Linked DNA regions of Mus musculus: all the other regions are linked to region 5. Evidence: chromatin contacts called from public capture Hi-C and promoter capture Hi-C data. All regions are on one chromosome and are shown on one strand. The core of a region is the stretch at or near the end of the contact, and the rest is flanking DNA. Distances in the headings are between cores, read along the strand shown.

The links. Promoter capture Hi-C pulls out the DNA fragments that hold promoters and counts their contacts. Capture Hi-C pulls out chosen DNA fragments and counts their contacts.
Region 1: a contact with region 5 is called in a promoter capture Hi-C map of adipose tissue. The contact joins the promoter of Hdac1 here to the promoter of Sync in region 5. A contact is called at or near these places in 1 of 39 promoter capture datasets (liver), 1 of 484 Hi-C or Micro-C datasets (nephron progenitors), 3 of 115 datasets of contacts at active chromatin or transcription factors (bone marrow-derived macrophages, embryonic stem cells and pancreatic cancer cells) and 2 of 9 other capture datasets (adipose tissue and pancreatic islet).
Region 2: a contact with region 5 is called in a capture Hi-C map of embryonic stem cells, with 2.1 times the contacts expected there. The contact joins the promoter of Tmem54 here to the promoter of Sync in region 5. A contact is called at or near these places in 3 of 39 promoter capture datasets (hippocampal neurons, liver and stem cell-derived epiblast-like cells), 1 of 15 datasets of contacts at CTCF or cohesin (embryonic stem cells), 9 of 484 Hi-C or Micro-C datasets (bone marrow-derived macrophages, cumulus cells, embryonic stem cells and 1 more), 6 of 115 datasets of contacts at active chromatin or transcription factors (embryonic basal ganglia, embryonic stem cells and pancreatic cancer cells) and 3 of 9 other capture datasets (adipose tissue, embryonic stem cells and liver).
Region 3: a promoter capture Hi-C map of hematopoietic stem and progenitor cells shows a contact between it and region 5. The contact joins the promoter of Marcksl1 here to the promoter of Sync in region 5. A contact is called at or near these places in 6 of 39 promoter capture datasets (the C10 cell line, the HPC-7 cell line, HPC-7-derived erythroid cells and 3 more) and 2 of 115 datasets of contacts at active chromatin or transcription factors (embryonic stem cells and pancreatic cancer cells).
Region 4: a promoter capture Hi-C map of embryonic stem cells shows a contact between it and region 5, with 2.4 times the contacts expected there. The contact joins the promoter of Tssk3 here to the promoter of Sync in region 5. A contact is called at or near these places in 5 of 39 promoter capture datasets (the C10 cell line, embryonic stem cells, hematopoietic stem and progenitor cells and 1 more) and 2 of 9 other capture datasets (adipose tissue and liver).

What each region holds. Positions count from the first base shown.
Region 1 is chr4:129,541,207-129,545,568 of GRCm38.p6, forward strand. Hdac1 (histone deacetylase 1) reads right to left here and starts at 1,440. Exons shown (of 14, transcript NM_008228.2): 1 at 1,375-1,440. The coding sequence starts at 1,423.
Region 2 is chr4:129,103,601-129,108,523 of GRCm38.p6, forward strand. It overlaps Tmem54 (transmembrane protein 54), which reads left to right and starts at 1,930. Exons shown (of 6, transcript NM_025452.4): 1 at 1,930-2,131; 2 at 4,611-4,804. The coding sequence starts at 2,116.
Region 3 is chr4:129,510,710-129,515,709 of GRCm38.p6, forward strand. Marcksl1 (MARCKS-like 1) reads left to right here and starts at 2,872. Exons shown (of 2, transcript NM_010807.4): 1 at 2,872-3,207; 2 at 4,008-5,000. The coding sequence starts at 3,121. The coding sequence ends at 4,523.
Region 4 is chr4:129,487,525-129,492,239 of GRCm38.p6, forward strand. Tssk3 (testis-specific serine kinase 3) reads right to left here and starts at 3,246. Exons shown (of 2, transcript NM_080442.2): 1 at 2,938-3,246; 2 at 1,484-2,208. The coding sequence starts at 3,082. The coding sequence ends at 1,547. It overlaps Fam229a (family with sequence similarity 229, member A), which reads left to right and starts at 3,666. Exons shown (of 3, transcript NM_001085491.2): 1 at 3,666-3,811; 2 at 3,891-4,037; 3 at 4,168-4,432. The coding sequence starts at 3,675. The coding sequence ends at 4,270. It overlaps Bsdc1 (BSD domain containing 1), which reads left to right. Exons shown (of 11, transcript NM_133889.2): 11 at 1-911.
Region 5 is chr4:129,285,811-129,290,790 of GRCm38.p6, forward strand. Sync (syncoilin) reads left to right here and starts at 1,811. Exons shown (of 5, transcript NM_023485.3): 1 at 1,811-1,978. The coding sequence starts at 1,929.

The DNA of each region.
Region 1 (4,362 bases), core at 190-2,689, 260 kb after region 5:
ACAGCACTGGGAAAGACTGAAACAGGAATGTGGCTAACAGTTGAAAGACAGCATAGTGAAAGAGCAATCAGGACCACTGAACCTTCTTAGTCCACTTCTTCAGAATTAAAACAGGCCAGGGTTGTGGCACATGCCTTTAATCCTAGCACTCGGGAGGGGGGTAGGATAAATCTCTTCCAGTAGGAAGCAAACCTGGTCTACAAAGTGAGTTCCAGGCTAGCCAGGGTTACACAGAGGCCATTTCCAAAAAAAAAAAAAAAGTATCAACATAGCTCTTCACCCTCTACAACTGGAGTTATAACACCCTTTTCTAATCCAGCTAAAATTACTATCTGAATTATTTTATACCGACAATTACCAAAAAATATCTGTCTTCTAAATTTCAGATCTAAACAGCCAACCGCCTACTGGCTGGCTGGCTAGATGTCCCCTGAACAACTCAACTGCTATTCCCAAAACACAAATGCTGGACCAAGTGGTGTAAGCCTGGAGTCAAGAGTAAGAAGAAGGGGCTTAATCCAAGACCAGCTGAGTTACACTGTGAGACCCTTTCTCAGATAAAGGTGCTGTCCCCTCCCCCTGCTGTTGGCTCCACTTGCCAGGGCCTGGCTTGTAACTCCAGTTCTTGGGTCCTAAGCACTGACACACAACCTGCTCCTCTCAGGTTGGGCTGAGGCTCCTGCTGTGTTCTCCTCCACCCCACATTCCCTTGTCCCAGCGCTAACACCGAAAGATACCTGTGACATTGTCTAGCTCCCCCTTCAGACGGGAACTCAACACAGGAAATGTGCCTCGATGAGCCCTCCAGCCCCAACAGAAACACAACCCAGGACAGAGTAAGATGCTCGCGCTGGCTCAATGAAAAGTCGTTTTAACAAGTTTCATGCACCTCTCTTCTTGCATCCCCGGGGAGCCCCATTTCCCAACTAGCAACTGCAGGCCCTACTCATAGACTTGGGGGATGGAGTGGGGGAGGGGATGAGTGGCCAGTCCTGCAGAACTCACCAAAAGAAAGAAAGAAAAAGAGAGAGAGTGAATGGGGACAGTGAAAAACCTTTGTATTCTCAGCAGGGGAAGATATCCAGGCAAACCGTCTCCATCATATTCCGATCCCCGCCGCCACTTAGGCTTCCCTCCAGGAATCCCACTCCAACTTCAGGTCGGATTCCCCGAGAATCTCCGCCACCGGGATTACCGCAGACTACCCCTTCCACGACCCCCACCTCATCTCCGGCCTCAGCCTCGACTTCCTCTCTCCAACCTCCTCCTTCAGCCTCGACTTTCCCTCAGCCTCCCCGGGGCTTCAGCCTCCTCCCAGCCTCCTCCCCCAGCCTTTCCCCAACGCCCGGCCCGCGCCGCCCACCCGCAGCTCACCGTCGTAGTAGTAACAGACTTTCCTCTTGGTGCCCTGAGTCTGCGCCATCTTGCTCGCCGCCCGGCCCTCCCGTCAGTCTGTCCGCCCGCCCGCCCGCGGCTCCTTACGGCGTCCGACCAGGGGGAGGGGCCGGCCTCGAAGCCCCGCCCACCCCCGGGATCACCTATAGCCGCACAGCCCGGGCCTCACTCTAACCAATCGGCATGCGCGGGGTCGGGCCCGGAACTCGGCGGGGGGCAAGGGCAGCTTAGAGAAGCCACCGCGGGCCCCCTGGGCCTGTACCAAAGTCCGGCGCGGAGGGGTGGGGGAGACCGGGGGCCGTACCATCGAGTCCCGGGAGAGGGAGTCGGCTCCGTAAACTCTGCAGCCCGCTTCACAGTTGGGAGCGTGTGCAAAGATCAGAGGCCAACTTTCTCGTTTTACCGAGAATACGCCGAGGCTTCCCGGGGAAAGATGCTTGCGCAAGGTCACGCAGCTAAAAGACTAGGTTTGGTCTGGATTAGAACTGGAGAGAGAAATGAATGGCAAGGAACAGAAAGAAAATATCCAGAGGCCTACTGTAGTGGGGCAAGACCTTTATGTGCTCATAAGTTCTGACGGACTTTTCTTTTTTAATGTCAAAGCTCGTTTTCAGTTGGGCGTGGTTGCTATGTCTTTGATCCCAGCACTCAGGAGGCAGAGTCAGGAAGATCTCTGTAATCTGAGGCCAACTTGCTCTCCGTAGTGAAAGCATGTCTCAAAAAATAACAAAACAATTTTACAGGTAAAGCTGAAGAGCTTATTCAGTGTTACAAATTAAATTCCGTCTCCAATTGTACATATTTTTTTTAAAAAAAGACAAAATCCAATATGCCCGAGCACTGTGACAAAGTAACAGAACTTGGTGTTTAGTTTTTAATTTACTGGAGGGAGTGTTGGAGGGAGTGTTCCTATGTAATGGCTCTGGGTGGGGGCGGGGCGATCCATCCAGAAAATTTGGGTCAGGCATGGTGGCAGCAACCATCTCACCTACCCAGAACTTAATTTTTCTAAACTGAAAGCCTAAGTTGTTGTTTGGGGGGGACGTGGGGGTGGGGGGGCGGGGTTGTTTCTTCGTTTGTTTTTGCTTTTTTGTTTGTTTGTTTGTTTTTCAAGATAGGGTTTCTCTGTATAGCCCTGGCTGTCCTGGAACTCACTTTGTAGACCAGGCTGGGCTCGAACTCAGACATCTGCCTGCCTCTGCCTCCGGAGTGCTGTGATTAAAGGCATGCCCCACCACACCTGCCTTTTTTTTTTTTAAAGATTTATTTATTTATTTATTTATTTATTAAGTACACTGTAGCTGCCTTCAGACACACACCAGACCAGAAGGGCGTCAGATCTCCTTATTTCAACTGAGTCTTCGACTCAGAAATCTGCCTGCCTCTATCCCCAGAGTGGGTGGCATATGTCTTTAATCCCAACACTTGAGAGGCAGAGGCAGGCTGATTTCTAAATTTGAGGCCAGCCTGGTCTACACAGTGAGTTCCAGGACAGACGTGGCTATACAGAGAAACCGTGTCTGGGGGGTGGGGGGGGAACCAACAACAACAACAAAAAAAAAGACCTTCACCACTCCCCCACCCTCAAGCCATGCCAGCAAAATTTCTTAACCTTGAATTACTTACACTCTTTGTTGTAGGGGCTGTCTTCGGGCCTTTTAGATGTTAATTGACTGCTTGGCCTTCTTCTATACCAGTAGCAACACCCCACACACGCCCTTACTGTGACACCCAAAATTGTCCTTACACATTGACAAATGTCTGGGAGTGTCTAAATGGCAGAAAACCACCATCTCCCATGCTCCTACAAAACCTGAATCCGTCAATCTTCAAGTAGCCATTATTGATCCACCAAAAGGCTCTGTGCTGAGTTTTTTGTTTTTTGGGGTTTGTTTGTTTGTTTGTTTGTTTCCTACAACAGTTGGACATAGTAGCACACGAGTTTAATACCAGCACTGGACTGTAGATCTCTGTGAATGGAAGCCACCCTAGTCTACATAGTGAGTTCCAAGACAGCCAGAGCTACACAATGAAGCCCTGTTCTGAAAAGCTGGGATTGAGGCTTGCACCACAACCCCCAGCCCTTGTATGCTCAGCGTCACTCCCTTGGGAATTGCACAGGGCCTTTAGTGACAGGGAGGCTGTGTGATGGCAGAGGGCCAGGACACAGACTTCCATTTCTACACCCCTGCTACTCTTCTGGCTTTAGGTGGGTCTCCTCATCATTTCTAGGCCTCCTTTCCCATCTTTGCAGTGTAGACAGAAGAGGACTCCAAAGTTTCCCCACTCCATGGCTGTCCACAGTACCCACTATAGGACAGAATCATGGGTATTGAAGCATTTGTAAGATGTAGAGCAAGGGTTACAACCTCACATGCCCGCAGAGGCCAGGCACGTGGTATAAATGAATGAGTTTATATTCTTATGGCTCAGATATTGTTTGTTTGCTCATTTTAAAGCTTGGAGCTTTTAACTTCCTTACAGGAATATATGACCTCTTGCTTTTTTGATCAAACATACTGCCATCTCTGAGTTTAACTTTTTAAGCTCAGACTTTTTTTTTTAATTTTTGATTTTTTAAAAATTTTCTTTCTTTACTTTCCTCTTTATCCCAAGAACAGCAGCACCAAGTTTGGTGATAAATAGCTATTAACACTTGGCTTAGGATAGTAGTGGGTGGAAGGGACCCTGGCAGGGATGGAAAACTCATGTCACAACTAAACTGGATGGCCAGTACTTGCTCCACTAGGACAGACAAACCCAGGAAACCAAACCTCTCATTGTTGAAGAGACAGCCCAGATCTAGAGTTTTACATATAAAATCTTCCCAGTTTTAGAAATTAGCTAAGTGAATTCACTTATTTTTAAAATGCAGGTGAAAATACTGAACCCTGTTGGGCATGTCTGTAATCCTGGCGCTCAGGACCCAAATATAGGAAAGTCAGGAGTTCAGGGGAGCCAGGCCAC
Region 2 (4,923 bases), core at 680-3,179, 180 kb before region 5:
TATTGGGGGGGGGGCTTCCTTTTTCAGCAAAAACAAGACATGAATAAATGTTTCTTATAAGGTTGCAACAATGTTTCGTGTAAGGTTGCAACAATGTGTAAGATTGCAAGAACCTATATGTAAAGCAAAGAGCAGACCGCCTCCCTGCCCTTCTTCAGGTCCTTACCAACATTACCACTCTGGTGCCCTGCTTCTATTAGGAACAGCTCCCACATCCACAAACATCATCACAGCCACATCTCTTGCAGGATAAAGACCCAAAAATAGAGTTTCTGGGCTACAATTATGAGCCTGTAGCCATTTGCAATAGGGCTAACAGCTGGCTAAGTGACCGCTAAAAGATGCCCATGGACATAACATTTAATGCCCACTAGGGAAGACGCCAGCTAATGGCTTAATGACCTGCCTCCATCTTCCCTTCCATCCATCCTGTCTCCTTATCCTTCGCCATTGCACAATGTCCCCTTCAGAAGTCAGCTGATAAGAAAGCCCACTTACCAACCCGCTGGGAATGACCAGAGCTGCCTGCCTGACCTGCGGTTGTCCTGCCCACAGCACCGGGGCTTCAGCTCCCTCCCCTGCTGCTAGAAGCTGAATGTGCTGATCCAGGTGACACAAGGCACACAGGAGGTGTCACTACAGGTGACACTATAGGCACACAGTCACCAGGCTCTGAGAACCTGTAGACATCAGGACAGCCTCGTCCATGGAGACTATGCTGATGGGCTACAGAACAGATCTGGTACAGAATAGACCAGTTACGCCTGCTGCAAAGACCTCGGTGGTCCAGGGAGGTGCTGTGCTTTGGCCAAGGCAGAATACTTGGCAGAGATGTGGCTGGGAGCGTTCCACCTGTTTATTCACCACTCTGGCTAAATGGTCCTATGTGAGTGTCCAGCTATCTGAACCCAAAGGAGGAGGACAGGACTTGTGTCTGCATCAGGGACACTATCACGAAGCAAGAGTCCATCTAACACTTGATATAACCCAATGCCAACTCGGCAGCCCCCACAATAGACATTCTAGGATCTCTGTGAGTTCAAGACCAGCCTGGTCTATACAGTGAGTTCCAGGACAGTTAGGACTACATAGTACATAGTGAGGCTCTGTCGTGTGTGTGTGTGTGTGTGTGTGTGTGTGTGTGTGTGTGTGTGTGTGTGTGCGCGCGCGCGCCCCTCTGTATGTGTGTGCCTCTGTGTGTGTACCTCTGTGTGTGTGTGAGAGAGAGAGAGAGATGTTTGTGCTGTAGTATGTCAGTGCCATATTCTGCTCCAGTGGAAATCGGAGGACAACTTTCAGGAGTCGGTTCTCTCCTTTCCATGTGGGTCCCAGGGATGGAACTGGGGCTATCAGGCTATCGGGTTATAGGGTTAAGGGACTTTACTGGCTGAGCCATCTCATTGATCCCTACAATTTATTTATTTATCTATCTATTTATTAATTTATTTAATAGCTGCATTTCCTTATATCAGGAAACAAGAATTATTACCCTTGATTTTCCAAGGAGCAAACAGATCACCCCACCACCGCCAAGACCGAAAGGAAAAGCACCTTGCTCAACATGGAAGACCTGACTGAGACCAGGAGGCACCTCCGCCAGAAAAAGGAAGACCCAGCGAGGGAAAGCGATTGTTCTGAAGTCACACAGTAGATTAAAAAAGCAGACCCCTGGTTGCTCCTGCTCACTCCCAGCTTCCATCCTGGCCCATGTGCCCGTGTCTTGTTCACCACCACCACCACCACCATCACCACCATCCGGGGTCGCGCTCACATGCTAACACCACCAGCTCCCAGCACGGCCGATGGAGACCCCTTAGAGCCTCAATGTCCATCGGTGGAATGGGCGTGCGAGGAGGAACGAGGGCGGCCTGGCGCCGGGCGCCTGGCTCAGCAGCAGGGGCGTGGCCGTGACTCAGCCGCACAGTCCCGGGGTCGCCCAGCCGGTCCGACCGGCCTCGGCAACGCGCGCAGGACGCCGGGCTGGGCGACTGAGGGGTGCAGGGAAGGGAGCCGCCAGGAGCCTGCTTGGGCGGGAAGAGGAGCGCAGGCCGCGGAGGAGAAGGATGGAAGCGAGACCCCGCTGAGACCAGCGCGGGGCCACTGGCCGGGATCAACATGTGTCTGCGCATAGGTGAGCTGGGGCAAACGGGAGACCCACTCCTGGGGGGACCCCAACCCGAAGTCAAGCCGCCTGCTTCACCCAACCCTGCTTCACGTACTGGCCTGCTTCAGGTCACTTTCCTCTCAAGCCTAAGTTTCCTTAGAAGCGGGGTGACAAGCGGCTGGGTTTTATTTCCTTTATGCAAGTGCTCTACCACTGAGCTACACACCAGCCTAAACATTTCGAGGCTCAGGGACTAGCCCAGAGCTCAGTACTTAGCTCACTCTAACTTAGAACTTAGAACTCCTTCCGCCACGACCAGCAGCTGGGGGCTCCAGGTTTGTGGCACTGAGGCCCAGCTCTGAGTAAGCCTGGTTTTGGTGGGGCCAGTGGCACCCCCAGCTCCTGGCCCTATTTTCCTTTCTAAGGGGCAAGGCTAGATAGGCTTCGGGATCCGCCGGTAGGGGAAGAGATGCTGAGAGATGAAGAGATGGGGATGTGGATGTAGGGTCCAGGATCCCGGCTCCTTAGCATTACAAAGATGCCATTTCCATACCTTCCTCTCATCCAGCCAAGCTGGAGGGAAAGGCCAGTCAGCCAGCATCTTGACAGAGTAGACTGGTGCGCCCCTCCCCCACGCCCTGGGCAAACTCTGCTGTTTGGGATCTAAGGGGTTCCGTTCCCACTCTCCAGCACACACATCTTTCGAGCCATGCCTATTTCTCCTTGGTAAAATGAAGACCGTTGCACCCACCTCTTGACCAGGATGAAGTTCCGGTCTGCTAATAAACGCTTAGCACTACACCAGCCACTTGCCCAGTGTTCCCAGCATGAGAACGAAGAACCAAAACCAGCCTAGGGCGCTCTGACTAAAGCAAGCAACCCTAGCCTTCTTGTCTGACCAAAGCCTTGGTCCAGAGATGCTGCTGTTTCTTGAGCCCAGCCAAAGCCCAGTAGTGGCTGGCTGATGGGTAGGTGGATGGGGTGGGTGGACAGGGTGGGACCCAGGAGGCCCCTGGAACAAGGCTGCAATTCCTCTTCCTGTTTGGCCAGCTGTTCATCTTCACAAGGCCATTCCAGTTCCTCGTGCCTTTCCAGTCCATGGTCTGTCCTCTGCTGAGATGACAGTCCCAGGGCCTGCAAGCTAAAGGAGAGCTCGGAGAGCAGTTAGGGGAACCTCACCTGGCTCTATGCAGAAAAAATCCGGGGTTACCTCTGAACAGGACAGGCTGGTACCAGGTCCACAGTGAGTCTGTAACAGGCTCCTCCTTGCTCCTCAAAGCTCTTCCTCCCGTCTCTCTCTCTCTCCCTCCCTCTCTCTCTCTCTCTCTCTCTCTCTCTCTCTCTCTCTCTCTGTGTGTTACTGAGTTTAATTAGGGTTGCTTACAATAATTTTTCTTTTTTTCGGTGGCGGGGGGGGGGCTGTTACTGCAACATAGGCGACTTACCAGTGGCTACACCACCAAAATAAACAAATAATTATTTTATTTTATTTTATTTTTTTTAGGCAGAGTCTCACTCTGTAACTAAGTTGGTCCTGACTTTGCAACAATCCTCCTGCTTCAGTCTCCTAAATACAGGATTATGAGTCCTCTTGGCCTCCTTGGCCCCTGCAATTGCCCAGAGAATGTCCACTTAATGATTCTTTAGCCGTTTCTTGTTTTCATTCACGTATAGGGAACAGGGCTAAATTTCTCTGCCGCACGTGGAGGGTCTCAAAGTCAGAGCCTATTGGGAGCAGGACCGGAAGGAAGGGCTCTGCTTAACTGAGGGCCAACCACACTCTTGCAGTTTCTCAGAGCTGGCTAAACTCAGAGCCCAGGGTGGGGGCAGGCATCCAGGTGGCATGGCCAAGAGCCATGTGTGATGTTGGAGCAGAGAGCATTTCAGGGGAGGAGGGCTTCCTGCTATGTGAACGGGATAGGACTTGGCCACTCAGAAAGTGTGGTTGTTGCCAAAGTCCCTCCTGGTCCCAACCCCAGTTAAGCACAGCCTGCACTGGGTCCCCGATTTCCTGTTCACCCATGGACTTTGTCCACACTGAGAAACAAGGGCTCTTTTCCTCTCCAGGAAGAGAAGCAGAGTCTAGACGGCTCTCGATAGCTCCACTTAGCAGCTGCACATTAAGTACTGTGTGTGCCAGGCTCCATCTACCGAACTGACTGCTGAGCAAGGCCTGACTCCTGCCCAGTGCACTGCAGGCTCCTCGGGGCCTGGACAGTATATACTGGGCTCACGGCTCTCCTAGTGCATGGCATGGGACAGGTGTACAGAGCGCTTTTATATATGGAGCAGTTGAGTGGATGACTGGGTGGCTGGGAGACTCAGTGATCACTGCTACTCAGAACACAAGAGTTAACAAGGACAGTTGTGTGGATCTCCTGTGCGTTTTTCCAATTTCACACTAAGCACCAACCGTGAAGCTTTTAGAGAAACAGGGGAGGCTCAGATGTCCTACACCACCCAGCAGGAGGCGCCTCACCCCGATCCCGACCTGTGTCCCCCGCAGGTAGCCTGAATGTGGATGAGTTCCGGAAGGTGCTGATGAAGACGGGTCTGGTGCTGGTTGTGCTGGGTCACGTGAGCTTCATTGCAGCCGCCGTGCTCCATGGTACCATGCTTCGCTTCGTAGCCACCACCAGTGACGCTGTGGTTCTACAGTACTGCGCAGTGGACATCCTCTCTGTCACCTCTGCCATTGTGGTAATGGCCTGGCTGGGAGGGCCAGCAAGGGGGAGGGGCTGCGTCCCAGTCAGAGCCCCAAGCATATACGGTATAACCATATACAAACTGTGCAGGCACTCAAACGCTCTCTGCCTCAG
Region 3 (5,000 bases), core at 1,622-4,121, 230 kb after region 5:
TCCCTCCATCTGGGCAGAACCCACAATTCACTGACCAAAAGCAATTTAGAAGAAGAAAGGGTTTATTTGACTTATAACCCCTAGGTCACGGTCCACAACTGAGGCAAGTCAGGGCGAGAATTCAGGCAGGGGCTTGCAGCCAAACCCACCAAAGAATGCAGCTTGCTGGCTGGCGCATGCTCAGTTAGTTTTCCTACACAAGTCAAGAGCAACTGCTTAGGGAGGGTACCACTCACAGTGGGCTGGGCTCGCACACATACTTAGCAATCAAGGAACCCTCTCTAGCCTCAGAGCAGAAGCCCAGAGACATGCCCACAGGTCAGTCTGAATTAGGCAACTCTTCAGTTGAAGTTTTCTCTACTCCAGTGACCCCTCCAGATCCTCAAGTTAACTGGGACAGTCTACCACAGTTTCCATGGTTCCCTAATGCACACAAGCCCCCCTGGGAAGAGTTTCACAAAAAATAGCCAGTCTTCAGTCTCTTCCTCAGCCTCATATACACTCAGCCCAGTTCCCAGCATACACTCACCAACAGTTACCAACATGCCGTTTCCAGGAAGGCCAAGAATTCACCCTGGAAGTCTCCAAGAGTCACCAGCTGTCACCAAAGCTCTCTAACAAAGATCAAAGATGCAGACTCACAAAACATACAGTAACAAATGTACCTACGTAGGGTCTCTCTCTCTCTTTCTCTCTCTCTCCCTCTTTCACACACACACAAAATCACAAAGTCACACAATCACAAAGCCATAAGAAGAAGTCACACACAGCAAACAGACACACAGTTGCAGACAGGCTCAGCGTCCCGGAACAATGGGTACATTGTCCGGGTTGGCAGCAGCTGGGAGAAAAGAGCCGCAGTGTGGGGGCTGCTGTACTCTGCCTCCACAGCCCCAGCAAGCTTCCCTTTCCCAGAGGTCAGATGCTGCTAGGACCTAGATTTGCTGAGACCCTGGCACCCCCACCTCAGCCTCCAGGGATGTTCAGGGAAGATGTAGAACCTTCCCTGGGACCCAGGCTCTTAGGGGCTCTAGAGCCTCGGGGTCTTTAGCCCTGGTGTTCTTCCCTCCTGGAATCTTCCCAGAGACTTGTCTCTGTCCCCACCAGGCAGTGCCTGGAGAACAGGAGCCTTGAGATCTCCTCCTAACCTCTGACCTCAACCCCCCTCCCCAAGGACTCACACACACACTCCATCTGAGTCCTGCTAGCTAGTACAGGCAGCGCCTGGCAGCACTGTGGGTCTCTTATTGTGGCTGAGACAGAGAGCAGGTCAGAACAACCATCCCTTAGTGGTAACAGGTAGAGAGAGCTGCTGTTCTGTGAGTGACCTGCAGTGGGAACACTGTGACCTTCCCTGTCCCCAAATAATTCTCTTCTTGCTTCTCACCCTCATCTGACAGCCCCATTTCTCAATAGGAAATTCCTAAGGGTTTTTTTTTTTTTTTCACCCTATGCTGCTACCGGTAGCTGCTGTTTTCTTGGGACACGTCACTTTCCTCTTCTGAGCTGGGGGTGAAATGAGAAGACAGTCCTGTAGCATCAGAGTCAGGGTGGGAATGGGCACAGGAGTAAACACAGAATGTGGACACCACCTCATCCCGCTATGGTCACATCTGTGTGCAGTTCCCTGATTTCTCAGGCCCTGGGGTTGTTTGCACCTTACAGCTTCTGGTCTCCCAGGAGGCCTCTCCTAGGACAGAGGGACATATTGGTTGAGCTGTTCAGGACATCAGCCTTTCTTTCACAACCTTCGGCTTCCTCTAGCCTGAAGCCTTTCCTATTGGGGGACAAGAGGAAGTAGCTGTACACATCGGAAAACATATATAGGCTCAGCCAAGGACTCTGGGATTCTAACTGGCCTACCTGGTCCAAAGAAGGAAACAGAGAAGGACCAGGTCTTCAAACAGGGTAGGTTTGGGGGTTTATCCCTAATAGTGTGCCACAGTTGTGGAAGAAATCCAAACGATTCCTGTCACATTCAGGAAGGGGTATTTGGAGTCTGTTGAGCCTCCCTGGCTTTATGGTACCTACCTATATGTGGAAGTCTCAGTGTATGGTCACAGACTCGAGGGGAGGGAAGCCAGGCCTAAGTCAGGTATACTTAAACATCTCTGCGCCCCAGGCTCTTTGCTTACAAAGGGGGATGAAGATGCAATGCCTTCTGGTCAAAGACACACACACACAAACACACACACACACACACACACACACACACACACACACACACACGCACACACACACACACGGCAGTGGGGAGACAGAGAGAGACAGAGACAGAGACCTGGTGATGGATTTAGGTTGTGAGGAGTAAGAGCTGCCACCAACAGACTGAGAAAACCGACTTGTTGGATCTCCATTTTGACCTGAGTTAGGTCAGCCCCCCAGGGTGGCCGCACAGCACATAGACTGACAGGGACGTGGGTGGGACTTGAATTCTGGCCTGAGGGGGCGCCGAACTCAGGGTATGTGTGTGTGTGTGGGTGTGTGTTTGTGTCCGGGCGCGTGAGTTTTGGACAAATTTCTAGAGTGTAACTCAGCACCAGCCGTCTGACGAGTCTGGACATGTGAGCCCTTCCAAGAGTTCAAGGAGCCAGTGTAGAACCAGGGACTGGGGGCCTCTCCACTGTGAAGTATGAGTTAGGCTGAAAGTGGGCTGGGGATGACTGAGTGCTTCTTCATCGACGGCCTCCTCCCAGTCCATCTCCCGGACCGACCGGGAACCTCTCTCATTTCCACACTGAACCCTACTTGCCCCTGGTCGTCCCAAGTGATGGGGGAACCAGACAGCTTGGCACTGCCCACTGCACGAGAGGAACCCGGGCCCGACCCCGCCTCCACCCCGGATTGGGTGCTCATTTAAATGTCCGGCCCCGCCCCGAGCCTCGGGCGCGTACATATAGGCGGCTCGGCGGGCGGCGGGCGGCATTCTGGCGCGGAGCGCAGCAGCAGTGGGCGCAGCTAGCGGGTCGGCTGCGGAGCGGGGGTGCAGTGCGCTTTGCCCCCCGTACCCCTCCCCCTCGGACGCAGCCCCACCCCTCTGCCCGCCGGGCCGTCCCAGCCGAACTATCCCCTGCGGCGCCAGCGCGGGGCGGCTCCGGGCGCCCCCAGCAGACCCCCATCATGGGCAGCCAGAGCTCTAAGGCTCCCCGGGGCGACGTGACCGCCGAGGAGGCAGCGGGCGCTTCCCCCGCGAAGGCCAACGGACAGGTGAGTGCGCTCGGAGCGGCGGATCCCGGCCCCCAGCCCGCCGGCCTCGCCCCCTCTGGGGCCCAGGGCCGGGGCCGCGCGCTTTGTCCGGCCCGGGACACGCGGCGCCCCCTCCCCCGCCCGGTCCCTTTGTTCTCGGCGCCGCAGCCCCCGCGGGCGAACGAGGGGAGGGGCGGGAGGGGGCGCCGGCCGGGCTCGTCGCCTTCTTTGTTCGCGCCCGGCCCGCGGGCGCTGCCCCCAGGCCGCCCCGAAGGCCGCGCGGGAACAAAGGCGCTGCTAGGCCGCACCAAGGGGGCGTCTAGGGCCGTGGGGATGGTACTCGGCGCCCAGGGCGCCCCATCTGGAGCCCCGATCCCGGCAGCCCGCGGTGGCTTTTGAAGCGGTGGGGAGCAGAGATGCGGGGAGACTCTGGGGTGGGTGGGGGCTGATCACACAAAGCGCAAGCCTGGGAAAATAGGCCGTCCAGGTGCGGGGAGGCAGCGCCCCAGGGCTGCTTCCCGCCCAGTAGTGCTGGGCAAGGCTGGCCCGCCGGCGAAGGATCCAGGCCCGGTGAGGTTCCGCGCGGAAAATAGAGAGCGCGCCCCGCGGGAGGGGGGTGGGGGCCCGAACCCCAGCGCCTCCTGCTGGCTGCGCTCGTCCCTGCGCGCCTGTGAGGGGTGAGGGTGATGTTGGATGGGAGTGAGGCCAAAGCCAGACTTGGTTGCCTTTGGATGTCGGCGGTGGCCTGCGAGGGGCCAGAAGCGGGCTGGGGGAGGGGAAGAAGGGCCCGGGCCCTCACTGCTGTCCCCTCTGCCCCGCAGGAGAATGGCCACGTGAGAAGCAATGGAGACTTAACCCCCAAGGGTGAAGGGGAGTCACCACCCGTGAACGGAACAGATGAGGCAGCTGGGGCTACTGGTGATGCCATCGAGCCAGCGCCCCCTAGCCAGGAAGCTGAGGCCAAGGGGGAGGTCGCCCCCAAGGAGACCCCCAAGAAGAAGAAGAAATTCTCTTTCAAGAAGCCTTTCAAATTGAGTGGCCTGTCCTTCAAGAGAAATCGGAAGGAGGGTGGGGGTGATTCCTCAGCCTCCTCGCCAACAGAGGAAGAGCAGGAGCAGGGCGAGATGAGCGCCTGCAGCGACGAGGGCACTGCCCAAGAAGGGAAGGCCGCTGCCACCCCTGAGAGCCAAGAGCCCCAGGCCAAGGGGGCAGAGGCTAGTGCTGCCTCCAAGGAAGGAGACACAGAAGAGGAGGCAGGGCCCCAGGCTGCAGAGCCATCCACTCCCTCGGGCCCAGAGAGTGGCCCCACACCTGCCAGTGCTGAGCAGAATGAGTAGGGGTGGGGACAGGTGGGTGATCTCTAAGCTGCAAAAACTGTGCTGTCCTTGTGAGGTCACTGCCTGGACCTTGTGCCCTGGCTGCCTTCCTGTGCCCAGAAAGGAAGGGGCTTGTTGCCCCCTCCCAGCCACGCTCCCTTTTCGCCCTCCTGTGGATTCTCCCATCAGCCATTTGGTCTTACTCTTAAGGCCAGTTGAAGATGGTCCCTTACGGTTTCCCAAGTTAGGTTAGTGATGTGAGATGCCCTGTCCCTACCTCTTTCCCGAGCCCCATCCCTGCAGAAGGCAATTGCTGGGTTTCCAATTCTTTTCCAAGTTCGTTTTGTTTATCCTGCTTCTCAACCCCCTGAGCCAGAAGTGGGGGCTTATACTCCCAAACCCTGAGTGTCCAGCCTTTCCCCTGTTGAATTCTTAGTCTCTTGTGCTGTGCCTAGTGGCACCTGGGCTGGGGAGGACATTGCCCCATCTGGGTTTTTA
Region 4 (4,715 bases), core at 1,996-4,495, 200 kb after region 5:
TCCTGACCCAATGAGAAAGAGGCACTCATCTCTGACCCAATGAGAAAGAGACACTCATCTCTGGGAAATGTGCCTCTCTGGAATCTCCATCCCAACCATTTCCTGTTCTTGGGAAGGTCCTACGGGCTTCAGAATCTTAAGACCACACCTTGACTCACCTCTAACCCACGCCGGGATATCCCTACACCTTCCCAGGGCTTTTATGTCAGATGCACCCAAGTCCTTAGCCCATCTGTGCCACTGCAAGAGTCTGCTCTTGTATTTCTTTCCCTCCCCGAGAAGGGAGGGAGCCACTTTCAGGCCCTCCGGTGTGTTGCCTGGTAGGATAACTGCTCCAAGCAGCTACCTACCTTGACTCCCATAGCTTAGGACACAAGCCAGCTCTGAGCTACATGAAGTAATGAGCAGAGATGAGTACTCACAGTCCATCACCAGGCCAGCTTCTCCTCAGCCCTCTGTTCTTGAAGGGGTGTGCTGGGGCAAGCATCCTGAGACTCCTGTCTCCTGCAGAGGCCCTCCTTCCTGAAGACAGTCAGCCTGGGGCTCTTACCCTGAGACAATGAGGGCCGCATGAAGATCTGGTGCTGCGCGGATGCTGCCCTGGTGATGCTGTGTGCTGGGGCATCCACCAGTGACTCATTTAAAGGGGCTTGGTCAGGGTTGCTGTGAATTGTAGGCACTGCAAACCTTCAGTGAAGGGGGTAGGGTGGACAAAATGCTAATTTTTTTTTTTGATGGGATGGGTTTTTCTCTTTGTAATTATTTTAATTAACTTTTTGGTTGTTTGTGCAATATTATATATTTTAAATTATAATGCATCTCCCCAGAGTATTTTGTAGCTGGGAAAAGAAAAAAAAAGTAAAGAAAAAATTCTAACAGCTGTTAGTTTTGTAATTAAAAAGGAACAAAAATAAAAAGTTTGTCCTGAACCTTTTACAGATTTGCCATAACAGCATTAAAGTGATTGAACAGAAGCGGAAGTGTCCGGGGATGTTTCTGTCCCCCTCGGCAGAGGCTCCCACAGCTGCAAGCATACTTTTGGCCTCATAGGTGGGATCCAGCCTGGGTGCTAAGGATGCCCCGTCTCTTCCTGACTCAGCTTGGCCTCTGGTTTGAGAAAGGTTTGGGCCCAAGCAGCTTCTCACCAAGCCAAGGAGTCAGGAGGTCAGGCCTGCATTCCAGGTGCGTTGGCTTTTATCTGGAAAGCGAGTTGTAGCACCTGAGTGGTTCCACGGGCTCACCTTTCTCTCCTCACTTCTCCCGGCCTGCTGATGCTGCTAGGGCCTAACGTAATGAGTGCTAATTAATCACCTATATGAAAATCATTTGAGCGCCATTAATAAAAGAAAAATCTAAATAAGGCCCTTAGTTCCAGGAAGGTCTTTACAGGGAAGGTGAGAGGCCTGTGGAGCCGCAATGAGGAGGTGGAAGTCAGCCATGGGAGAAGTGGACTTAAGTGTAAAATATAGATCACCATTTTAGAAGCGGGTTTTTTCAGTTTGCTTTCTCCCCCTACTTTATTGGGGAGGACTTGCCATTGCTTTTATCAAGTGCTTGCTAGCCATGGGTGCCAACTAACTTCTTCGATTGAAGGCCGGAGTATCATGTCTGGTTCCAGGAGCCGCTTGAGCAGGTCCTGGCATTCGGTTGAGATGCCCAAATGAGTGGGGAAGGACACCCCCTTCTGCTGCTGCCACAGCATCTTGGGGATATCTGTGTCATCAAAAGGTAGACTTGCACAGAGCATTACATACAGGACCACACCCATGCTCCAGACATCACCTTTCTTGCTATCATGGGGTATGCCCTGTAGCACCTCAGGGGCGGCATAGGCTGTGCTGCCACAGAAGGTCTGGCTCAGCTCCCTGCGTGACTTGGGTAGCACCTTGGCAAAGCCAAAGTCGGTCAGCTTCAGGTTGAAGCCCTGCAACAAGGCGTTCTCACACTTAAGGTCCCGGTGGGCCACGCCACAGCCATGGCAATAGCGAATAGCCTCAACCATCTGGCGGAAGAGGGCCTTGGCCCGGCTCTCGGGAAGTGGCCCTCCGTTCAGCACACAGTCAAAGACATCCCCTCCCTCAGCCAGTTCCATCACCAGGTAGATTTTTCCATCTGCTGACTCCAGCATCTCATACACCTGGATGATGTTTTTGTGGTCCAGGGTACGGACAATCTGGAGCTCACGAGGCAGGAATCTCTGGATAAACTCTGAGGGAAAAAGTGGGGAGACAAAAATCAAGATCAAAACGTCCTGGTTCCTCCCTCTTGGCTCCTGCTTTCCAGCTTCCAGACACCTACCATGTCTAGGTGTTCTTTCTTGACTCCCTGACCAGTCTCGGGTGTCTCTAGCAGCAAGTATTGCCTTCCTTTCATGATTAGCTCATCCTTGGAACCTCCTCCCAGCAGCCTGTGAGACCACAGATGAGGGATTTGGGAAGTTCAAAGCTATTGCATCTCACTATTCTTTCCAGGGATCTATTGTCCTGTCCCTCTTCCACCTGCAGGGTACCAGTTCCTGCTGTCTTCTGGCCAACGCCTCTTGGGACAGGAAAAACTGAGGACCTTTTGTTTTGTTTTGTTTTGTTTTTTATTTTGTTTTCTGAGACAGGGTTTCTCTGGATAGCCCTGGCTGTCCTGGAACTCACTTTGTAGACCAGGCTGGCCTCGAACTCAGAAATCCACCTGCCTCTGCCTCTCCTGAGTGCTGGGATTAAAGGCGCATGCCACCACGCCCGGTTTAGGACCCTTTCTTTTTCTTGTGCTACGATTGTGGCTCTGGAAAGGTGTGAGGATCCTGGTTTCCCTACATCCTTCTATTTAGGGCAGGAATCTGACTTGCTTTCTGCCATCCTGACTCAAAGGGAGGAAGAGATGCTCTGAGGAAAGGGCCTACCCGTGTTGGCTAGCCCACCCTTCCTCCCAAGGACCCCAGCTCACCTTCTGGCCCTCCCATCTTGTCTATAATTTTAATTGCCACTTTTCTTTGATGTTTTTTGGAAAATGCTTCTTTGACTTTTGAGTAGGTCCCTTCCCCAATGGTCTTGCCCAGCTGATACCCATTGGAGAGTAGAAAGTCCTCCATGCTGTGTAGCGCCTCCTTCTTGTCACCCTCTCAGCTCATGCTGCCTCTGCGAGGCAGCTCTACTCCACCATCGCCCTCGGCCTGCTTCTTTTCCCCCCAAGGACTTCATTCACAGCTGCCTCCAGGGCTAGAACATTCTCCGTCTGGACACAGCCACAGGTGGTGGGGAGGGAGAGGACCAGACATTTTTAAACTCCTGCCCAATTGTGATGTAAATGCTGTGTGACCCTCAGACAACATGGGCAGTGTCCCTACTTTCCCTCGCCACCACCAGCAAATCCAGCATGGGTTAAGTCAGTCTTGAGCAAGGCGCAGAGTGGTAGCGATGCTGGGGAACGGGCCTGGGTGGCCGCGTAGGTCAGGGAGGCGGGCCTTCTCCATGTGGGCTCCGCTTCCAGGCAGGTCGCCCTCACCTCCGAAGTCCCCATCCAGCTGTTGGGAAAGAGTGCAAACTGGTCACCAAGGTGCGATCTCCAGAGCCCTCTGGCCTCAGGCCCGGGCCCTCACTAAATGCCGGAACGCTCTGGGACTGCCTAAGAATTCCAGCGAGGAACAGGCTGTGTGAGGTCAGCACGCAGAGATCGGGGTCACAATGCAGTCCTCCCCTTCGACGCTGGGGCCCGGGCGCGCAGCAGACACCTGCCAGGCTCCGCCTGGACCGGAGCGTCCTCCCGTGGCCAGGGCTCGGGCAGTTGCTTCCAGCCTGGGACCGGCCTCGGCCTCTGGCAGGTAAGCCACGACACAGGAGACGGGCACGGGCAGGGAGCATCTAGGGGCCCGGAGCTGCCTGACCGCCACTCCTATACAGAGTGCCCCGGGGCCTGGACATGAGTGCCCAGGAGACCCCACAGGGTCGAAGATTCCCCATTGAGGCCGGAGACTCCCCTGGCCTTGCCTCCGCCCCCGAGTCCCAGGATAGCCCGGAGCCTGTAGCTACGGATCAAAACCCTGTCAGGTGAGTCCGTCGTCCCACCCCTCGGCCCTGCCCCATCGCCATCCCCAGGGCCCTACCCCCAAAGATCCCAGGCGCATCCCCTGGCGCGCCCCAACACTTTGCGCCCCCTGTCGCCTGCCGCTTTCGCCAGGCCGCTCCGACGCTGCCCGGGCTGCCACTGTCTGACGCTGCTGCACGTGCCCATCGACGTCTACCTGGCCATGGGCGGGAGCCCCCGGGCCCGTGCTACCTGAGTGCGCCTGCGCACGGCAGCTCTGCAGGAGCCGGGACGGACGAGGCCAGCCGCGGGCCACCACGCTGAGGTCGCACGCGCCGAGCACGAGACAATGATGCACATTTTAAAATAAAAGAATGATGCACATTTTAATAAAGCACAGCATAAACTGTTCTTTCCATTCCGGGCTGGCCGTGTATGTGTATCCGTCGGATCGGGCCCACCGACTTCTCGGACCCAGCCAGTATCACTCTTGGGCTACCTCCACTCTTAGACCAGACTTCCACCCGCCTCCACTTCCCTGCCCACCTCCCACTTAGGGGGTCGTCACCCTCTTCCAGGCGTTTTTTTCTTGGTGGTTACTTTCCCTTCACCCAGCTGTCAGTCTCCTCTTCCTTGTCTTGGCTTTGCCAATGAAATCTTCATTCTCTGCGGGACACTGGCAGCTTAGAGCAGCTTGGGAC
Region 5 (4,980 bases), core at 561-3,060:
TGCGGTGCAAAGGATAAGCAAGGTGATGGAGCAGTGGATATGTGAATCCTATGAGGGGTGCTCCTCTCAGGAGACCACATGGGAGCTGAGCTCTGAGGGACGGCAGAATCTGACATAGACAGCAGCAAGGACAAAGGTCCAAGCTTGAAGGGGTTTCTGGACTTAGTAGGGAATCGGTTTTTCACACTAAGGAGCTTAGTGGGAGCTGCCAGGAGTTAGAGATGTGGCCTTGGGGACATCCCTGCCAGCTCCTGGGCAAGGGGGCTGGGAGGGAAGAGGCAGCCAGCCCCTGTGACTACCACCCTTGCTGCCTGTTGCCTAGCACCTTGGGTAAACAGCAGGCTGGCAGGCCTTGCCCTTGCTCCCTTCCTTCTCTGTGACTGGCAACAGCTGTCCAGCAAGAAGCCCGGAGGTCTGCCAACATCCTCCCCTGGAATATTTCAGGGCTAAGTCAGAAAATGACCAGCTGCCTCCAAATCTCCTCTTCTATAGACCTTACATGGGTATATTGGGTTGCTCTGGGCTTTTGGATTCCTCCCTCTTGCAGTCTACAAAAAGATGCAAAAAACACAGCTCCGGGAGACACTCCCAGAGTGTGCACAGCCACAGCCACCCCTACCCCTCAGCTGCCACACTGGCACATGGCAGCCCAGTCAGGCATACAGTCACACATGGTTATACACCTGCTCCGTAGTCTGCAGCCAGCACCCACTTCCCCTCAGGATGATCACACCTGGCACAATCACCCTGCTCTCACATCATAGAGCTGCACTTCCACACGACCACCCAGGACCAGGACTGGAAGGAAGTCACACTGGGGATACAACCTTAGACCCATCTCTTGCTGCACACACAGAACCTTCGCCAGATGTTCCCAGCTGTGGGCACAAGGATCACAACGCACAAGCTACCCAGTCAACAACACCCGGGCATCAGTCCTCATTCGCCATCCCATAGGATGCTCTAAGATCTGATTAAACGGAGTACAGCCTTCTGGCCCTGGCCGCTAGGTGCACAGCATTCTTCTGCGATTGAATCAAAGCCCTCCTCCCTCCCTGACTCGGGGACTGAGTGGGAAAAAGTATTCAGAGAAAGAATGCCTGGGGCTCAGGTTTGGGAAGGGGTCCAGCAGCTCGTCCTGGGGGGAGGGGGAGGGTGCCTTCAGTGTGGAAGTCTAACTAGGACACCGGAGGGTCGAAGACTTAGGGGTGGGTGCGTGCCTTGAAACACAACAGAAGTGACTGAGCAGGAGCGACAAATCGACCTCTCAGAAGACCCCAAGAAACCTTCCAGGGCGAGGGGAAGAAACCTGAATTAAACAGACTCAACTTTATTGCCTTAAGCCGTTCTTCCTCAGCCGTGGCCCCCAGCTGTCCCCAGACGCATGGGGTGTGGCAGTTAACCACCCCCCCCCCTCTCCAGCAGGCGCCTTGCCCCACCCCCTCATGACAGCTGCAGGCCACCAAGAAGATGACCCGGCTCCAAGCCCTTGCGTGGGTGGGGATCGCAAGGCGCCGACACGAGGGGCGCTGGATCCCTCTGGGTACCCCACCAGTAAATCTTCCTCCCGCCTTCATTGAACTCGGGGGGCAGCTCCCCTGGGACCGAACAGCCCCCTCCTCTCCTCACCATGCAACCAGGGCCAGAAGGAAAGGTGGAGAGATGAAAGGAAGGTTCGCGAAGTGCCGCTGGGCCGCCCCCTCATCCCACCCCACCCCATCCCCTCCCACCCTCTCCCCGCCCCCAGGGCCGCGGGGCCCGCGCCCTCCTCCCGCGGGTAATCGTCCGGCCAAGTGGGCGCGTCCCGCCCGGGCCGCCGGGATCTGGTGTCCGCTGCAGCTGGCAGTGCGGCGGGCGCCGGCACCGGCACAATCGCCGACGGCGTTGGCTATTAATAACACTCCGGGCGAGCCCGGGGTCGCGCAGCCATGGCCAGCCCGGAACCCCTGCGCGGCGGGGACGGCGCCCGGGCCTCGAGGTAGGATCCTCTAGGGCTCGTGTCGCCGCCCAGTAGGACAGGGGGTGCTGGGTGGGCTCCCATCCCCGACCCGCGGCCCTTTTCCCTTGGCTGTGGGTAGTGGTCATGCCCGGGTGTGGCACGGGGCGGAGCCACCGGGGAAGGGAGATGGGAGGCCCTGGCTTGGGGACCTGACACCTCCGGGGGTCTGTGTCACTCCTTCCACAGGCTGAGTGCGATTAATCCTTTCAGGCTAGCAACCTGTCAAAATGTAGTTGGCCTAACTGACTAAAGAGTATAAGTTTTGGGTCTTTTTTTTTTTTTTAAAGTCTTATTTTTCCCGTTTCTTATTCACTTGTTAGCGGGGCTAGGGAGAAACCATTTGAGAATTCACTGCATTTGAGCCACTTGGTGCAGGGTTGGGCACCTGCCAGCTTGAAGTTGAGTCTGTTCGGTCAGCTCTCTCTCCCTGGTGTGGCTCAGGGTGGTGGCCTAGAGAGGCAGTTGTTCTCCTGGCCTAGCACTGGGCCCTGGCTGAGCCCAACAGCTGTCCACACTGGAACTTTACCACTGGGGATTGTGGAGTCATTTTGCCTCAGGTCACATTGTGGCCCAGGGACTTCCCAGTGTATCAAATTATGGGAATACTTCCTGGTAAACCCTGTTGTCACATGAGAAGACAACCCTAAGCTGGGTTCTTAACACATTTTGCCTGTATTCCCTACACACACACTAATAAGCTTGAAGCCAGGCACGAACCTTTGTTTGCATGACATGTAATACACACGTCCAAGTCACAGTCTGATGGACAGCATAAAGGAGTTGCCCAAGTCCTCTGGGACAGAGACAGAGTGGCAGAGGTGTTGAGGTCAGGGACCCCAGCTGGGCCCTGTCCCTCTCTTGCTTGGCCTCCTGTAATCTGCTTCTATGCCAGCTCAGTAGAGAGGCAGTTAGCCGAGGACAACCTCTGGTACCCAGGGTGGTGTGGCAGCCTGTAACTCAGGAGGCCTGGGTTCTATACCACAGACCTGCCACTTGACCTTGGGCACAACTTCCCCTGGAAGTTCAGTTGTTTTCTTCTTGCCTTCCAAGGGCCCCACAAGTAGCCCTGTCCTCAGGACATCCGCTCTCATCCAGTGGACAAACGTACCTGTATAACTTAAAGTCACTCCTCCTGATGATGAAACTGCATTCCATTCAGAATGTCCTGAAGACACAAGTTGGTATTGTTGGGATACGGTACCAAGGAGATGGAGTTGCAGCATGTTTAGACATTTGTTAAGTAAACAGATTTTTTAAAAAAATATTTCTTTTAGCCCTGGCCATCCTGGAAATCACTCTGTAGATCAGGCTGGCCTTTAACTCACTGAAATCCACCTGCTTCTGCCTCCCAAGTGCTGGGATTAAAGACATGCGCCACCACTGCCCAGCAACAGATTACTTTTTTTTTTTTTAAAGATTTATTTATTTATATGTAAGTACACTGTAGCTGTCTTCAGACACTCCAGAAGAGGGCGTCAGATCTCGTTACGGATGGTTGTGAGCCACCATGTGGTTGCTGGGATTTGAACTCTGGACCTTCGGAAGAGCAGTCAGGTGCTCTTACCCACTGAGCCATCTCAGCAGCCCAGATTACTTATTCTGGCTGGGAAATGAACCTAGTACTTTCTGCCTGCTAGGCAAGGGCTCGCCCCTCAGTCTCAGCCCTAACCCTAGAAAGGTGCTTTGACTATGATATTTCAGAGGCTTTTAGGCTTGTGTTAAGTGGGCTGGGAACGGTGGTCTTTAGGCTCCCTCCACTTACAGGACTCAGGCGAGCCTTAGGTGCTTCGCCCTTTGGCTTGCTGGCCCCTGCATTGGGCGTTATAGATGAGCAGCCTACAAGAGAGTATTCATGTAAGTGCTTAGACTAGAGGTTAAGTCACTCCAAGGCAGGAACATAATGAGGAGGGAAAGCAGGGACTCTGCCCGAGCAAGCAGCTGCACCTTCCCGGTGCCGGCAATTTTACCTTCTCTGGTAGTTCAGGTTGGTGTTTTTAGGCAGCTTGGTATTCAAGAAGTTGCATTTTTCAGCTAGCTCCTTTAGATATTACGGGCTCGGAGGAGTAGGAGGTGTGAAGAGTTGCCACAAGTTCTGGGCTGCCAGGCACTAGGAGGATGGCAAGAGGAATGTGAGCTGAGGCTAAAAACTCTAGGTTAGGGTCACATCTCTGAGATTCCGAGAGCCAGGCATGGATGGCTTGTGCCTGTAATCGAAGCACTTGGGAGACTGAGGTCAGTGATCCTTGGGAGGATCGTTAAGAGTTCCAGGCCACAGATTGGAGAGATGGCTCAACTGATAAGGGCACTTGTGGCTCTTGTAGAGGACCTAGGTTGGGTTCACAGCACCCACATGGTGTCTCACAACCATTCATAACTGCAGGGGATCTGATGCCTTCTTTTAACCTCTGAGGGCAGCAGGCATACATGTGGGGCACAGACATGTACGCAGGCAAAACATCCATAGATATAAAACATTAAAAAAAGAGAGTCCAGGATCAGCTTGTGCCATAGTGAGTGCCATAGGCCAGCCAGGGCTTTATAGCAAGACTTGGGCCATCAGGCCAGCCAGGGCTTTATAGCAAGACACTGTCACAAAGGTTTTACAACTGTGGCATGGAGCAACCGTGTTGTAGGCAGCAAATTATGGCCAGGCTTAGCTACAGAGAGGCAAGGAGGCCTGTTAGAAGGCTGGCACAGCCAAGCCATGGTGGAGCAAGCCTTTCATCCCAGCACTTGAGAGGCTGAGGCAGGCAGATCTTTGTGAGTTTGAGGCCAGCCTGGTCTACAGAGTGAGTTCCAGGACAGTCAAGGCTATACAGAGAAACTGTCTCGAAAAAAAAAAAAAAAAAAAAAAAAAAAGAAAGAAAGAAAGAAAGAAAGAAAGGAAGAAAGAAAAGAAAAAAGACAACAATACAAACAAACAAATAAACAAACCAAAAAGGCTGATATAAACAGAGTAAACAGACCACAGCTTGGACTAG